Regions from separate parts of the Juglans regia genome. Here region 1 is linked to region 2. Evidence: chromatin contacts called from public Hi-C data. All regions are on one chromosome and are shown on one strand. The core of a region is the stretch at or near the end of the contact, and the rest is flanking DNA. Distances in the headings are between cores, read along the strand shown. Region 1 holds the start of LOC109009678 (probable serine/threonine-protein kinase SIS8). Region 2 overlaps LOC109005109 (probable beta-1,3-galactosyltransferase 12).

Evidence for each region. A called contact is a pair of places that touch in the nucleus more often than the background predicts.
Region 1: a Hi-C map of leaf shows a contact between it and region 2, with 5 times the contacts expected there. The contact joins the promoter of LOC109009678 here to the enhancer-like site in region 2. A contact is called at or near these places in 3 of 3 Hi-C or Micro-C datasets (all in leaf).

What each region holds. Positions count from the first base shown.
Region 1 is chr6:4,891,677-4,898,923 of Walnut 2.0, reverse strand. LOC109009678 (probable serine/threonine-protein kinase SIS8) reads right to left here and starts at 3,795. Exons shown (of 13, transcript XM_035690830.1): 1 at 3,136-3,795; 2 at 1,649-2,089; 3 at 1,363-1,466; 4 at 1-578. The coding sequence starts at 3,648. LOC109009676 (glycine dehydrogenase (decarboxylating), mitochondrial) reads right to left here. Exons shown (of 15, transcript XM_018990252.2): 15 at 6,846-7,141. The coding sequence ends at 7,047.
Region 2 is chr6:4,851,369-4,858,662 of Walnut 2.0, reverse strand. LOC109005109 (probable beta-1,3-galactosyltransferase 12) reads right to left here. Exons shown (of 7, transcript XM_018983900.2): 7 at 5,519-5,904. The coding sequence ends at 5,816. Among protein-coding and RNA genes, the nearest start is that of LOC109009675, 11 kb to the left of the region's middle. Within about 2 kb of position 5,417, the one cell type or tissue checked has open chromatin away from gene starts, as enhancers often do. A contact at or near this core is called in leaf, where this site is marked.

The DNA.
Region 1 (7,247 bases), core at 2,546-5,045, 42 kb before region 2:
ACTTATCAGGTTCATATTGAACCTCATTGTCTACATTTTTTGCATTCACCAGATCATTTTGTCCAACCACCTTCTGTTGACCCAGATCATGTGGATTTATGTCTGAAAACAAATCTGGAGGAGGTGATGCACCACTCTCTAACAGAACAGCATGTAGTTTCTGAGCAAACTCTGGGTTCTTGGCTGCACTGATTACATATTTTGAAACATCCTTAACTTTCTTTTTCTGTGCTGATGATGCTTTTCCACATGTGCCTGATGAGCTTTCACATGTTTTCTGCAGCGATGGAAGAAGCTTGCCCCATTGATTTTCAAATATCTCAGTTTGATTTTCTTTTGTTTGCATGCCTACAACTGATGCTTCATCTGACTTTGAACCAACAATTTCAAAAACTCTATCAAGATCAGGTGGTACCAGCTTTCTGTTTCCTTCATTATCCATCAAACACACATTGGTGGGTATTCCAATGACATCTGCATAGCTCCTTACATCATAGACAGGATTTGGGAGCTGACTGCTTGGCACTTCAGCAGGAATTAGGGTACCAGGAGCACCCATGAGATCAATTATATATTCACTGCATCAAATCAACAAATAATTATGTCAATCATTAATCATTCCCTAAAAATCTTAATGTTTGTTGATTTTTCCTATGTTACACAGCACATATGCATGAAATGGAAGGAAAAAAATTAGAAAAAAAAAAAAAGTGTGTGGAGTTTCACATCATGTCTACTTAACTATAAAGGAAAACTAAAACCCAAAAACTAAAGATGAGTTAAGAATCTAAAAGCAGATTACCGCATTAAATATATACTACTGACAGATGAATTCTCATATGGCATAAAAATAAATTATTCCTGCTTCAAAATTTAAGAGAACTACAGTACGTGAAATGTCTCAAGGAATTCATGTTCGTTAGCAACTAATACTAATTTTGAAGTGTGCATCTGCAAAGGTTTGCAGCCACTATCCAAAATATAGAAGTTACCATCATATAGGTATGCTCAACCTGTGTCATTTACCCCCTTCCTTTACTTTTTTTATCCTAAGACACCAATTTCTACAAAATAGGAAGTAGGCATCACACAACCATAACCCCTCTGTCATCCCCACCTCAATGAACTCGAGTTTCCATACCAAGCCCCTGGTACAGCCCAATAGGGACTTTACAAGCACTGTTTGCAGTCCCACGTGAGAAATATTGACAGTTAACTCAACAAAAAAAAAAAAAAAACCCAACATGCATCACCTATGCAAAAAGCCAATTTAAAGCGCCCATATCACAAAATTGACTTAAACATAATTCAGAGAAAATTTTATACTTGTAGCATTGAAAAACTATGGCTGCAGGTTATTACCTTCCATCATCCATTTTGATGAAGTTCACAGCTCCATCATCAGTGCCTGTATAGTAGCTTCCTTTGACCAACGTACATGGAAGATTAATCCTATCCGCTAGTACCTAGCACCGCAAGCATCAAGTAAATAATTTCTAAAACAAAAGGTAACAAAAAGAAGGAATATTTTCTAAATAAAAGAAGGCAGTGGAAATTAAGCAATGAAGATGTCTGAGGTGAGTTAAAGGATACATAATTTTCTTCTTCATAATTTAGTTTAGGTAAGGTAAGTCAAAAGATGATTAACCTTAAATAGCAAGGCCCTATGGCGTGAAAGTCCTACATCAAGACATCCAAGGGGAAGAATAATTGTGTTTAGAGAATTCCGTAACTCATAACTCCTTGTGTTCCATCTTCTCAACATTTCATCAGCATCAAGTACCACACCACCCATTCTATCAACAACAAGATCGGCAATTTTCTGAATCAAACCACTTAAAATCTGGCCCTGTTCAGAAACTCGATACTCTTTGGATATGGTACAAGCTATCTTCTCAAGCTTTTGAAGTTCACGATCAACCAAGCGATTTACGAAAATAACTTCATAGTCAACATTATCTGAAATGGATATTGCTTGAAGATCCACCAACAAAGGCATCTTCCCTTGTGTGTCCAGCTTTGAGGTAATGCCATATACATCATAAAACCCATCCATCACTTTTTCATGATAACTTACTACATTATAGTTCTGCATGAAAGGAAAATGGAAATTTATTAGAAAAATCTCTCTCCCCAGTTAAAACCAATAAGAATCTGCACGTAGACAACTAAGAAATTAGCTATAAACATTTAATATATAGAATATAAAAAAATTATCCGGCTGACAACATAGGAAATTCAGCACAAGACATCTGTCTTCCGATACTAAAATTTCATGATCTAAGTTCCTAGAAAATAAGCCCTCCACTAAAATGGTGTAGTTAAGCTATTTCACTCCACACTAGGAGTTCCCTGGATTACCTGATACACAGTTCTGGCAGGTGAAATATTGTATTCGGGGTTTACTCCTCAAGGGTGTGTCCAAAGGGCCCTCCTACCTTATTGTGGTTCCATGTCATAAAAAATTAAGCTATTTCACTTACTTAAGACAAGGAACTCATTACCACAACAATATAGAACGCCAGAATATTGTTTCTTTACTTTTCCTCAATTTCTCATCAACAAAGTTGAGGGTATAGAAAAGTGAACAATGATCTCATCAAAATCTTGAAAACTAGATCAAGATAAAGCATGGTCCATGAGGCAAAACCAGAACACGAGAGCAATCAACTATAGGTAATTGTACAAAAATATGCATAAGAAAGACCAAGAAAACAGCTTCAAAGTTGGATACGAAATACAAGGAAACAAGTAATTAATTTATAACTTCACTCACCATAGTTTGCAAAAGAATTTGAATTTTTCGAGTAAAGTAAATGATTGCCATAGTATAAACAAGGCACCACAAATAAAAAATCAAGCCACCCCTCCTCATCCGAAACTCACAAAGCATCATTCCAACACTAATGCACCAAAGTCATATACCTAACAAGAAAGTTTCAGAAATGCCCACGGTATAGCGTACACGTTTTAACATAATTAACGAAATGATCCAAGAATAAACGCAAATATATGGTACCCCATCAAGAAGACAAGATCCACAAAATTTACAAACAGACCTAATTTGCTCCAATTCAGAAACAACTGCAATAAGAAAGAAATGGAGAATTTTGGGAATCAGAAGTCATGGCCTACCCAATAACGAAGCGACGAAAACTTGACGATGGCTTGACTGTCAGAGACGGGAGCGGAGCACCCAAGGCTAATCTGCTTGGCGGCATCGATCTGAGCCGTCTCGGATTCCTCGCGCGCATCGGGATCGGACGCGCTAATCGCTAGGGCCAACTGCACCTGAAATTCCTCCTCCATGAAATTGAAATCCACGCAGCCATCACCACCACCGCCACCGCCATCCCCAGCCGTCCGATCGACGACTGACTCATCGGCCCCGATTCTCCCCATTGTGGCGGGCCCAGAGGCCGTCGAAGACGGCCCCGAAGAAGAAGAAGACGAAGCGGGCGTATTCGGGCTCGGACTCTGAGTGGGGCTCGGGTTCGTTGTGGGTCGGGTCTCGGCCAATCTCTGGTGTTCATTGAGTCCACCACCGATGTGTAGCTTTCTGAGTAGATGCTTCATTTTGGACATCGATCCTCCAAGGAACAGAGACTCTGTCTGTATGTCTCTCTCTCTCTCTCTCTCTCGAAGCATAAAGGGTTCTCTCTTTCTTTCTGTGCGTCTCTACTGGCATAACCTACGCCCACTAGGCACAAAGCAGATTCGCTTAACCTGCGCACCCTTCGTCGTCAAGCTAACACAACTCCAAAGACTATAAAATTAACGGCTCACCAATTCCCTCCAATGCATTCTATATATTGTGTATCCCCAAACAAAACCCATATAATTATATAAACCAATCCCTAAAAAAATAAACTTCCATAAATATATATATATAAATATATATACTACCAAGTCAAAATATATATTTATATTTTAACCGCCATATCATAAATACAGTTAAATTTAATCTTAATAGCTTGATATAATTATTTTATTTTTAAAGTTGGTGTATAAAACACATTATATATATCACTTAAATAATAAATTATAAGATTAATTTATAAAATTTAAATTTTACAATTTATGTTTTAAATTAAATTATGTTACGAAAATAGTATATAATATAGATATTTTAGAATAGAAAAATGAAAGAATAGAGAAAATTTTGAGAGATGGATGATGCACACCAAATTAAAATGAGAATTGAAATCGAAAAGGTCGAAAAAAAAATCAGAAAATGGTACCTCTTTGTGTTGCCTGTTACGACTGGAATTGGATAGATTTATGGCTCTACATAAATGACAGAAGAGAGAGAGAGAGAGAGAGAGACTTGTGCTGAGACTTGCTAGCTGTTCAATTGACTTGTACTTTGTAATTCTATCCCCTTTCCCTTTTTTTTTTTTTTTTAACATTTTCGGCACGCAACCACGGCCAATTGGTATTCTTTTTCTTTGTCCTTTTTTCAGCATTTTATTTTAAGATAATGATAAGCCTTATTATTTCTATTTTTTTTTTATTTTTTAGTATATTTAAAATTTTTATTTTTTATTATTATTTTATTTTAAGTATTTTCTTAACTTCCTTAATCATTAAAAAAAATTTTAAAAATATACAATTTCACTAATAGTCATTTTCTTAAAGAAAGTATATGAAACGTACACATTTTATGACTACAAATATCATTTCTCCATTTTAAAACATGGTCGTTTAAAGAATTGTAAAAATGATTGAAAGGATATCATTACTCTTTTTTAATTTCTTGATACAAGCCTTTGAGTGGAAGAAAAATAAGTAAGAAATGGATCGTACGAATAATTCTATTTAAAAATTTTTACACCACACCATCCATGTGTCATAACACGTGAATAAATTTTAAATTTATTTTTTAAATTAAATGATGATATATGTATAGCGTATGATGTAAAAGTCTTTAAATAGCAATACTCGAGTTCATATATAAAGGAGAATTGGAGTATATTCCCTGGATAAACATGTAAGTTTTATATTGAGTGGGACTTATCAAGTTTTTGCTTCTCAATATTAGTCATAATATTATTTATTTGAGATCTTATTAGCTTTTTTTAGTACCGCAGTTTTGGAGTATTTTACCTTTTCTACCTAAAATTCAATAGTTCTTAGTTTTTATCGAATTTTATTGTAACATTTATCGATTAGATCAATGCATTTATTCCTGCAAATAAACTTATGGCAGGTACTATATATGTTTCTAAATTTTTTATTTTTTATTTATCTTTCTAGAGTTGATATGTAAATAGGATGGTCACACTCTCATTGGTTTGTGCATTGTTTTGAGGCAAGATTGTCCTTGATTATTAATGTTAGGATGAGTCTAGAATGCACAAGGTTTTTTTTGTAAAAAAATGAGTTCCATCAAGAAAAAGTAAAGAGTCGGTCTACTCTGTCGCTCAAAGTAACTCACTCTAATTGACTGATAATTATTTTTTGTAACTTTTTATTTTATTTTTCTACTCATATTTTTTTAATATATTTAAATATTTTAAAAAAATAAAAAAAATACACCAATATATTTAAAATCACTTCTTTAATTATTAAGTAAATTTTGTTTTCCTGCACAGTTAAGTAGAGCGTTCAAGTAGAGTGAGTAAACTAACTTTTTTCAAAAGTAAAATTTTCATACTTTTTTTTTTTATAGTGGAGTCTACCTTTTCATAAAAAGCATGCATAAAAATTGAACATCTGAGACTTATATTTCGTGCTTTTTACTGTCGCATTGAAAACCTTAGATTAGGATGGTTAAACCAAATTGGTTATATTTTGATTGATGTTGTATTGGGATTCATCCCATTCCCTTATACCAATTTTCTTTGTACTAATGAAAGCCAAGCATTTTCCAAGAAAATAAAAAAGAAAATTCAAACAAGGTACATTGTTGTACTTTCTGGATAATAATGTACCAGCTTAAGTTGAAAATCTATAGTTCCTGCAAGATATTAAATCCTTCTACTGACTACACTTCAATACTTAAAAATGGTGGAGCTTTTTATAAAGCCATTGCAACAATCTATCCCCTGGTCAGGTGATTAGGGCCAGTTTTGGAAAAATTGAAGACGGATAATTGTAATGAGAGTTCGATGCCATTGCCGGATTTGGTCCGATCTCGGAGATCTTCTAAGTTAACCCGGAGCAACCTTCGATGAGTTTGATGTTCCCTTGCTTTGACTCATCACCACCACTGCCGCCGCCAACAACAACCAACCGGGGGAGAGAAGGTTCTTCAATATTTGGCTAGTGACTTGGTGAGTTGATAGGGGGGTCAAAATAGAATCTTCTCGGATTATACTATTTCCAATTAGTTTGCTGAGGAGACGAGTTAAAGAGGCTATTTTGTAAGATTCAGGGGAAGCTTGGTAGATGCTGATGAACAGCTTATCTTGCTCACTACCATTAACCATTACTAGTTTCTTAAGACCTTCTCTTCTGTTCTCCTTTTTCTTTGTTTTTTTTCCTATACATCATATCCTTTCTAATGAAAATACACTGGAAGTGCCCTTTCTTCTATGACTCTCAAGCCCTCCACTTCTTTGTCAAGCACTTTTCATCTGATCCCATTTTTTCCAGTCTCAATATAATAGAATAGCAACTTATCCTATCCACTATTGAAATTAGTTAGTTTGTTCTGTAGTACTGATAACAATTCTAATCCGCTTTTCTTTTTTTCGACACGCCGCTCCGCAAGCGAAGCGAATGAACATTAATCCAATCTTGGCTTTATGAATTAAGAACCACAATTAGCATTTTTTTCAATAAGTTTAAGCATTTGGATTCTGTTTGCTATTGGCTAGGTCCCTAGAGGGCAAGAACAAAGCAAATATGAATTGCAGACATTCCATTCGAGTTGCAATTAGCAACAATTGTTATTTAGGAAAGCTGATCATCGATATTGTCTTGTGAAAATGAATGTCACCAGCTGCAAAGGACTTGTATAGAGAAGGAAATTTATTTACAAATGGGGGAGAAGAATATGGTTTCGTCGAGAAACCTTGGAGCAAGGAGCATGGCACTGAAGACTAAGCAGTGGCTGCTGCTGCTTCTTCAACAACTTGTGATGCTGGGAGAAGGGTGCAGATGAGGTTGCGGTCACCATACACATTGTCTACGCGTCCTGAGATAACAGCGCAAAAAGAATTCAGCATTAAGTAAAATTAAGAGCACCTACAGCAGAATGCATGCATTCTAAAGAAATGTTTACTTCAGTGCTACAGATTAAA
Region 2 (7,294 bases), core at 4,168-6,667:
AGCTGAAAAGAAATCAACAGTAAACATTAAAAATCAGTAAAAAAAAAGTGGAAGAGAAGAGAAGTGATGAGAAGTCAAAAACACAAAAAAGTTTTCCAGGAAAACCACCTGTAATGGGGGAAAATATCCAGAAAGAAATAAAGATCAACACCGAACACTGCCAAATATGAACACCTATAATAAATGTCAAAAACACACTGCCAACTCCTCAAACAAAATGCCAAAAGGAATCAGATAGTTTGGTTTCACCTATGAAAATATTAGGCTGTATAGATGTTAGGTAGCTTGGTTTCGCCTTTCAAAACACATTGTTTTTTAAAGTGCAACGTCCCCTCTCTTCCCCGGCCACCTATCACATATCAAAAACTGCAAAACCAGCAGACCAGATAGGAGAAAAAAAAAAACTCCCAAACCAGATATGGAAAAAAACTCCTCAAACCATACATGCATATGTTTTTTTGTGTTCGGTAAGGGGCACAGTTCTTTTTGTACAGTTTTTTTTATCCACTTAGATGTATTCTTTATAAAAATCTCTTTGATATCTATTTTATTTTATTTTGTAGGAGTTCAATACCATCACTGCGCTAGGACCAGGCAATGTGTTTTTTTCAGACTAGGCAACGTGCAATTTTTTTTATACCCACATTAAGAATATTTTTTTAAATGGTTTGTGTGATTTTTTATTTGTTTTTTATATTATGATTTTTTTTTAATGTTTTACATGTTTTTTAGCTGGTGGGCAATTTTTACACATTAATAATTTAAAGATGCAAAAGGTTACATGTTTTTTAGCTTCAGCGCAACGGGCAAAATTTCTTTTCTATAGTGAGGGATTTTTTTTTCAGTTTTGTTTTTAAAATTTAAAGATGCAAAAGGCACAATTGCTTATATGCATGCACTAATTCAACCTGCATATAAGACAAAAAACATACAAAGACCAGCGAAAAGAGAAAAAACAAGACACAAAAGCATCAGCTGCAGAATGCTAAAAAGCTGTAAAAGAGAAAAAACACTAAAATGGTATACTGACAACCGAAATATAAAGGCTGCAGAAGAGATAAAAAGCACTAACAGCAGATAGATAAGAAGCACTAAAATGGTATACTGACACAACTATAAAATATAAAGACTGCATATAGAAAAAGTAGACAGTGAAAAAGCATAAAAGTGGTGGACTTACGACCGACAAAACATAAAAGAAAAAAATAATAAACCCAAAACGTTCTAATACCCAACGGATAAAGATGTAAAACAAGAATTTATCCACTGTTTTCAAAGTTGCAGTGACTTAACGTTGATTTAACGAAAATCTAACGAAAAACAAGAATTTCCGTTTACTGATCGTTACATAGCCACTTATATAAGAGTAAAGATATCAACAATCTCACTAGAGATTAGGCCACAAGGAATCCAAAACCCCACAAACAAGTTTTCTCTCGTCTCTGTAAACCAATTGCTTCTTCCAAGACTTCAATCTGTTTGCTTGGGAGGGGGTTTCAAGCTTTGGCTTCACCCACCTCCCTCCCTCGCCAGCCTCAATTTCTGTTTTTCTTTTTTTTTTTTCCCCTAATTTTTTGTTAGCTTTTACCCATTTGCACCAAAACTAGTCGATCTGTTGCTTTTTGGCAAACAAAGTCTGACACAAGCCCCTCCATCAGCCTCCCCAAGAGCCGATCTTCAAGACGGCAGAAGAAATCTGTCCATTTGAGTGGTGCGTAAACCTCACGCGGGGTCTATGCCATGCGTGAGTTTCACGAACCGCCGCGCCTGGGAAAGGTTCTTGCCACCACGCGCGGCACCGTCAGAATCAGCGGCGTCGGATGTTTCTGTTCCAACCTTCCACTCCTTTTCAGATGTGGTTGTATGTGCTCGTGCCGCCACAGCCAGTGGTGGCCCCTCGCCAACGATTCGTCTTAGTTCCTGGTTGCTTTCCTATGTTATCGCTTTCCTTATCTAAGAATCGAGTGAAAGTGGATGAAGTTCCTTCTAGCTAGTTCAGACCAACACATTGCAGTACACAACCTTTTACTGCGGCTTATAGCTGCAGCTTTATAGTCTGTTCAATAGACTATTTAAAAACCGTCACCAAACGGTCTCTCCTTGTGGGAAATGGGTGGGAGCCATTTATTTGGCTCCAAAACCCGCTTTTTTTTTTTGTAATATGTTAGTTTTTGGAAGACTGTAAAGGACTCTCACCCTAACCTTGTATCTTGTTACCGTTAGTTTATCTATAAATGTCTTATTAAAAAAAAATAAAGTCTCACTAGAGATATTTAAAGCATTTTTTGCTAAAACATAAGCCACATTATTAGCCTCTCTTTTAACCTGATGAACTAACCAATGATCAAAACTTAAAAGTTTTTGTTTCACATCATTGATAAGCATTCTTTTGCCATTCTAAAAAGCTTCAAATTTTGAAATGGCTTAGATCACTTGAAGAGCATCTCACTCGAGCATGATGTTCCTTAGTCCAAGCTCATTACCAAATATTGTTGCTTGAAGAGTACCAAAAGTTTATGCTAGCAGGTGCCTAGTCAGAAAAGAGATTTCGACTCATTCTCATTGTGGCCAGTACTCTTTCCTTCTGAGTATTTTATCAACTGTTGCATCCCAATTTATCTTTATGACATCCTTTGGATGAGTTTCCCAACTCTATTTCTATTTTGTGGTTGTCTATGTATTACTAGAATTATCAAGATGCATTGCCTTTAAGTTCGGTACAATTTGTTTTGATTGCTGTATCACAATATTTGGATGGATATATAAGTTCTGTTTTGAAAACAAAATCATTCATATATTCTCTACCATAATCTTCTTGCAACTACTTCTATCTCTTTTAGATGTTCATTCTCAAACAAGTCACCCGTGGTTTCTAAATTTTCCATGAAAGTCTTCTATATGATTATGCTATTCCCGTACTTTCTATAATCATTGACCCCAAACATCTTTTGCTACAATACATCCCCAAATAACATGTTCAACGTATTTTTCCTACTCTAAACAAATGGGACAATTTGGATTTTCTACTACATTCTTCTTAAAGAGGTTCAAATAAGTAGGAAATGCTTCAAGACATACTCTCCATAAGAAAACTATAATTAATTAATTTAAAAGTTTGGAACACTTACACTTAATTTATTATAATTAATATGTTTAAATAATTCCATTTCCATGTTATTAATAGAAGTAAAAATAGGGTAGAATTAAAATTAACAATTTTTCTGTACGATAGTGACTAGCAATAATAAATTAGTAATTTTATTATGAGTTTTGCTACTTATCATCTAATACACTACACACCACACACCACATATTTATTAAGATGAAAAATAAATAAAAAATTATATGTTGTGCGTGGTGTAAAAATGATTAATAGAAATTTTCTTTTATTATATACGATGTGCATTATCATTATTTTGTCCGTCAGTTAATCAATGGTAAGAGGAAAAAATTTGGCAAAAAGATATTGTTTAACAATAAATAAATAAATATCAGCAATCCAATAAGAAGCTAGAGATCATGTCGTCTTTGTAAGTTTGTATGGCGAAGCTTATTCATTACTTAAAAAGTAGGTTTGGCATGATTTGCCAAAAACTAATATTCAAATTAATTACCAATTCCAAATATTGGTGCAATTAGTTCCGTTTGGATGTAAATAGTATCTCAAATTATTTATAAATAGAAATGAAATAATTTTTAAATAATACTGAATTATTTATAAATAATAATTAAGTAGTCTGAGAACAATCATGTTTGCGTGCGGGTCATGATCGTGTCGTATTAAGTCTTGAACATTTAACTATATGGGTCAACCTGAACTCAACCCGTTAAGTTAAATGGGTCAGATATTTAAATCCTAACTCAATCTATTTCAATAACAGGTCGTGTTGTGTCACTCGTTTTGACCCATTTAATAATTAATTAAAAATAGATCAACATGATACAACTCATTCAAACCATTTCATGTAAATGTACCTATAATCTATTTGATTTTATTAACATAATTTCACATAAAAGTTAAAATCTATATTTATTAGTCGCCAAAATATCTAAAAAAATAATAAGACTACTTACAAACAAAAATTATCGCTATCTTTTAAATTTTAACCTATAATAAAATTAATATTACAAATCCTGCAATAAAAAATATCAATATGAGTCATAAATTACAATTCCAACAATAAAAATATAAGTATATTAAAAAATTCTAATATTACAACCCAACAATAATAAAATTGTGATTTGAAATAAAGTTTCAACGGGTTATTACAGGTTGATTTCGTGTTAAGTGGGTTGACATTTTATTGACCGTTTATTAATCGTGTCTTAGTGGGTCAACCTGTTTTGACTAAATCATTTATATCAAACCAAATCCGTTAATTTCGTATCGTATTCGTTTTGGGTTCACGAATTGTATCACATATTGTCACTCCTACCATGACATAAGTCCATAATATGTATGAAAAGTGCTAGATTCACAAAAAGGTACTTATTAAAAAAAGATTCACATGAAGAAAGTCTCAAAGAGTAAATTTACAAACTGACATTACTTCATTTGATACGTTAGATATAACTTACAGTAAAAGTAACTTTACAATTTGGAGTACTACATCAAATCACGTCAGTTTGTAAGTTTATAACTTTGTAACTAAAATATTTCTCAATATATAATAATGTTTATGGAAAATATGAAACTCGGAAATATATATATATATATATATATATATATATATGAAGCTTTCATGTTGTGTTTATCTCTCATTTAATAGAAAAAAATATATTTAAGAACCGAATAATTATTAGAGATATAGTTTTTTTTTTTTTTTTTTTTAATGGGGTTTTCATTAACATACCCTTATTCTTTAAAAGATGCAAATCATATTAGTCACCGTAGAATGAGATTTCCCTTGATTCTCTTGAAAATGACATTTAAAAAATTTCGAAATCATTAAAAAAATTTCGAAATCATTAGAACAAGACGAAAGACAAAATATACAGTCGATCCCCCATCTCACACCTGATTGAAGAAATAAGTGAATCACATATATATGGCTCCTTGCTTTGGAACCACACACGAGAAGATTTCCATAGTCACCAGGCTAAGAAAAATCATTTCTCGATCACCAAACATGATCAATAACATATATGAAGAATAATAGTGCTACGTATGAGACCTCTGAGTCACTCCTTAATGCATGCAAGTTAGAAGTTGCTATTGCTAGATCAGATTTGTGGTGATAAAATAGATACTGTCAAATACATATATAGCTGAATGCAATAACACGTGTGTCAACCACGATGCCAGTGATTTTCAAGATCATCACGATTTTGGTTTTTCGAGCTGGAGAACCATGTCATTTGAGCTAAATGACAATGTCTTTAATGGAAATGGGGCCCCGTTTCTTAGTGATGTTGAGACTCCTATTTGTCCCCTTTTAACACTCTTAATTCTACTCTTCTATGGCTATGTACAGACAAAATAGTTTATACTTATCCAACAGAACTAATATACAGAACAAAAAGCCAATCTTTCCCAGATCACGATTGCTCCACAGAAATTACAGTATTTAGCAAAGGTTTTAACTTCTTATTCCCCGATGAAACCAGCCGACAGGTAACGACAGTTTCGATAATCGCTTATACCATAAAAGCTTTCACACTAGTTTAAACTAACTATCGCTTTATATTCACCATATAGTAGCGTTCATGCCTTTTTAATCCTCCCAGGAAAGAAGAAATCCCAGTTATACGAGCTGATCTTCCTCTGTTTTCAGCATGTATGTTTGAGTGTAATTCAGGGCAAGACCGGGGGGTACTACCTGTCATCAGGAGGCAAGGTTGGACTTTTGGAGCACATACTCATCTTGTGAAGCTCCTTCAGCCGTCTAGCTGGGTTGCATAAACCTGACAATTTTCAATAGTTTTCATATTATAGAGCATGCTACAGAAAAGCACCTCTTGATTTCAGTACGGTATTCACTGAGTTCACGACAATACATAGGCAATCGCTCATCGTAGTAAAACAAGAAAAAGTAAATATTATCTATGCAAAAGTGTTAACAACCACGTTATGTTGAACAATTGCATTTTCTGCACCAGTTGAGGTCAAAACCCTCAAGGATTATTACATGGTTCGACAACTAAATTCAGAATGAGAGAAATCCTGAGGAAGGAAGTATTTAAGAGGAAATGAAACTCAGATTAACAACTCTTTCAAGGCAGATAAAATTATTAACGAACTTCCTTATCTGTATAATTACAGTACACTATCAGTTCTTTCCACGGTCAAGGCCAGAGTGTCTCTACATAGCATGGACGTTAAAAAAGAACAGCTCAGAACAATTACATCTCGCTTGACAAGAAAATGACTTCACTTAAAATCTAAGAAATAACATTCTTTCATATCACGTCATAAATTTATCTCATGGTACTTATAGAAAAGAACCAATGGCACAAGGCTTTAAAAAATAGGATTATGAAGGCCTGGGTTGGGAGAAATTTGTTGTCAAGTTGCGCAGATTCGCTGATCTCTTTTCTGGCAATCATGGAGATGGGTCATTGGGGAAAAGCCAAAAGAATTTATCTGCTCATGAGAACAACAATATGGGCCTGAAGCAAAAAGACCCGAGCACAGCCACGGTGGTGAGGCGATCATATGCAGAAGCTCTAAATATGGGTCCTGCTTCGGTGACTCAGTTTGCTAATAGGGGCAAAAAGGAAAGCAGTGAAAAGGGTCTGCAGACTCTACAGATTGCACATGGACATATTCCAAGTCAGAAGGGGTCCGACTTGGATGGTTTGGGTCTTCCCAATGGCATGCACTGTACATTAAAAGAGATTCAAAACCAGCTTGCTTAGTTGAAGGCAGTGGTTGCTATGCTATCAGCAAAACTTGAAGGGTTAGGTATGCTAAGAGGTGGTAATGGTACTGTAAGGCCCAATAAGGGCGGGCTTGGCGTGTTAAGTGATGGGCCGAATGCTATAAAATTAGATAAAGGAAACAAGAAAGTTGGGTTTGGCCCAATTTCAATATCTGGACCCCGGCGAGTGTGGTGGGTCAAAAGGAGAAGCGGGTCATCTTCATTCGAAGTGGGTTCTACATCGGGTATTGGAGTGGAGACGGCCGAAACGGACTGCCCCTCACCAAGGGTGACTTGGAAAGTTTGCCGACAAGTGGCGCAGTCAATGCTATCTTCGTCGAATCAATGCCACCAACAACGGACCTAAGGTATTCCTGAGTTTTTGGGGAGTTTCCGCTAACCCCAAACTTCAAATGGCGACCATGGTTCCAACA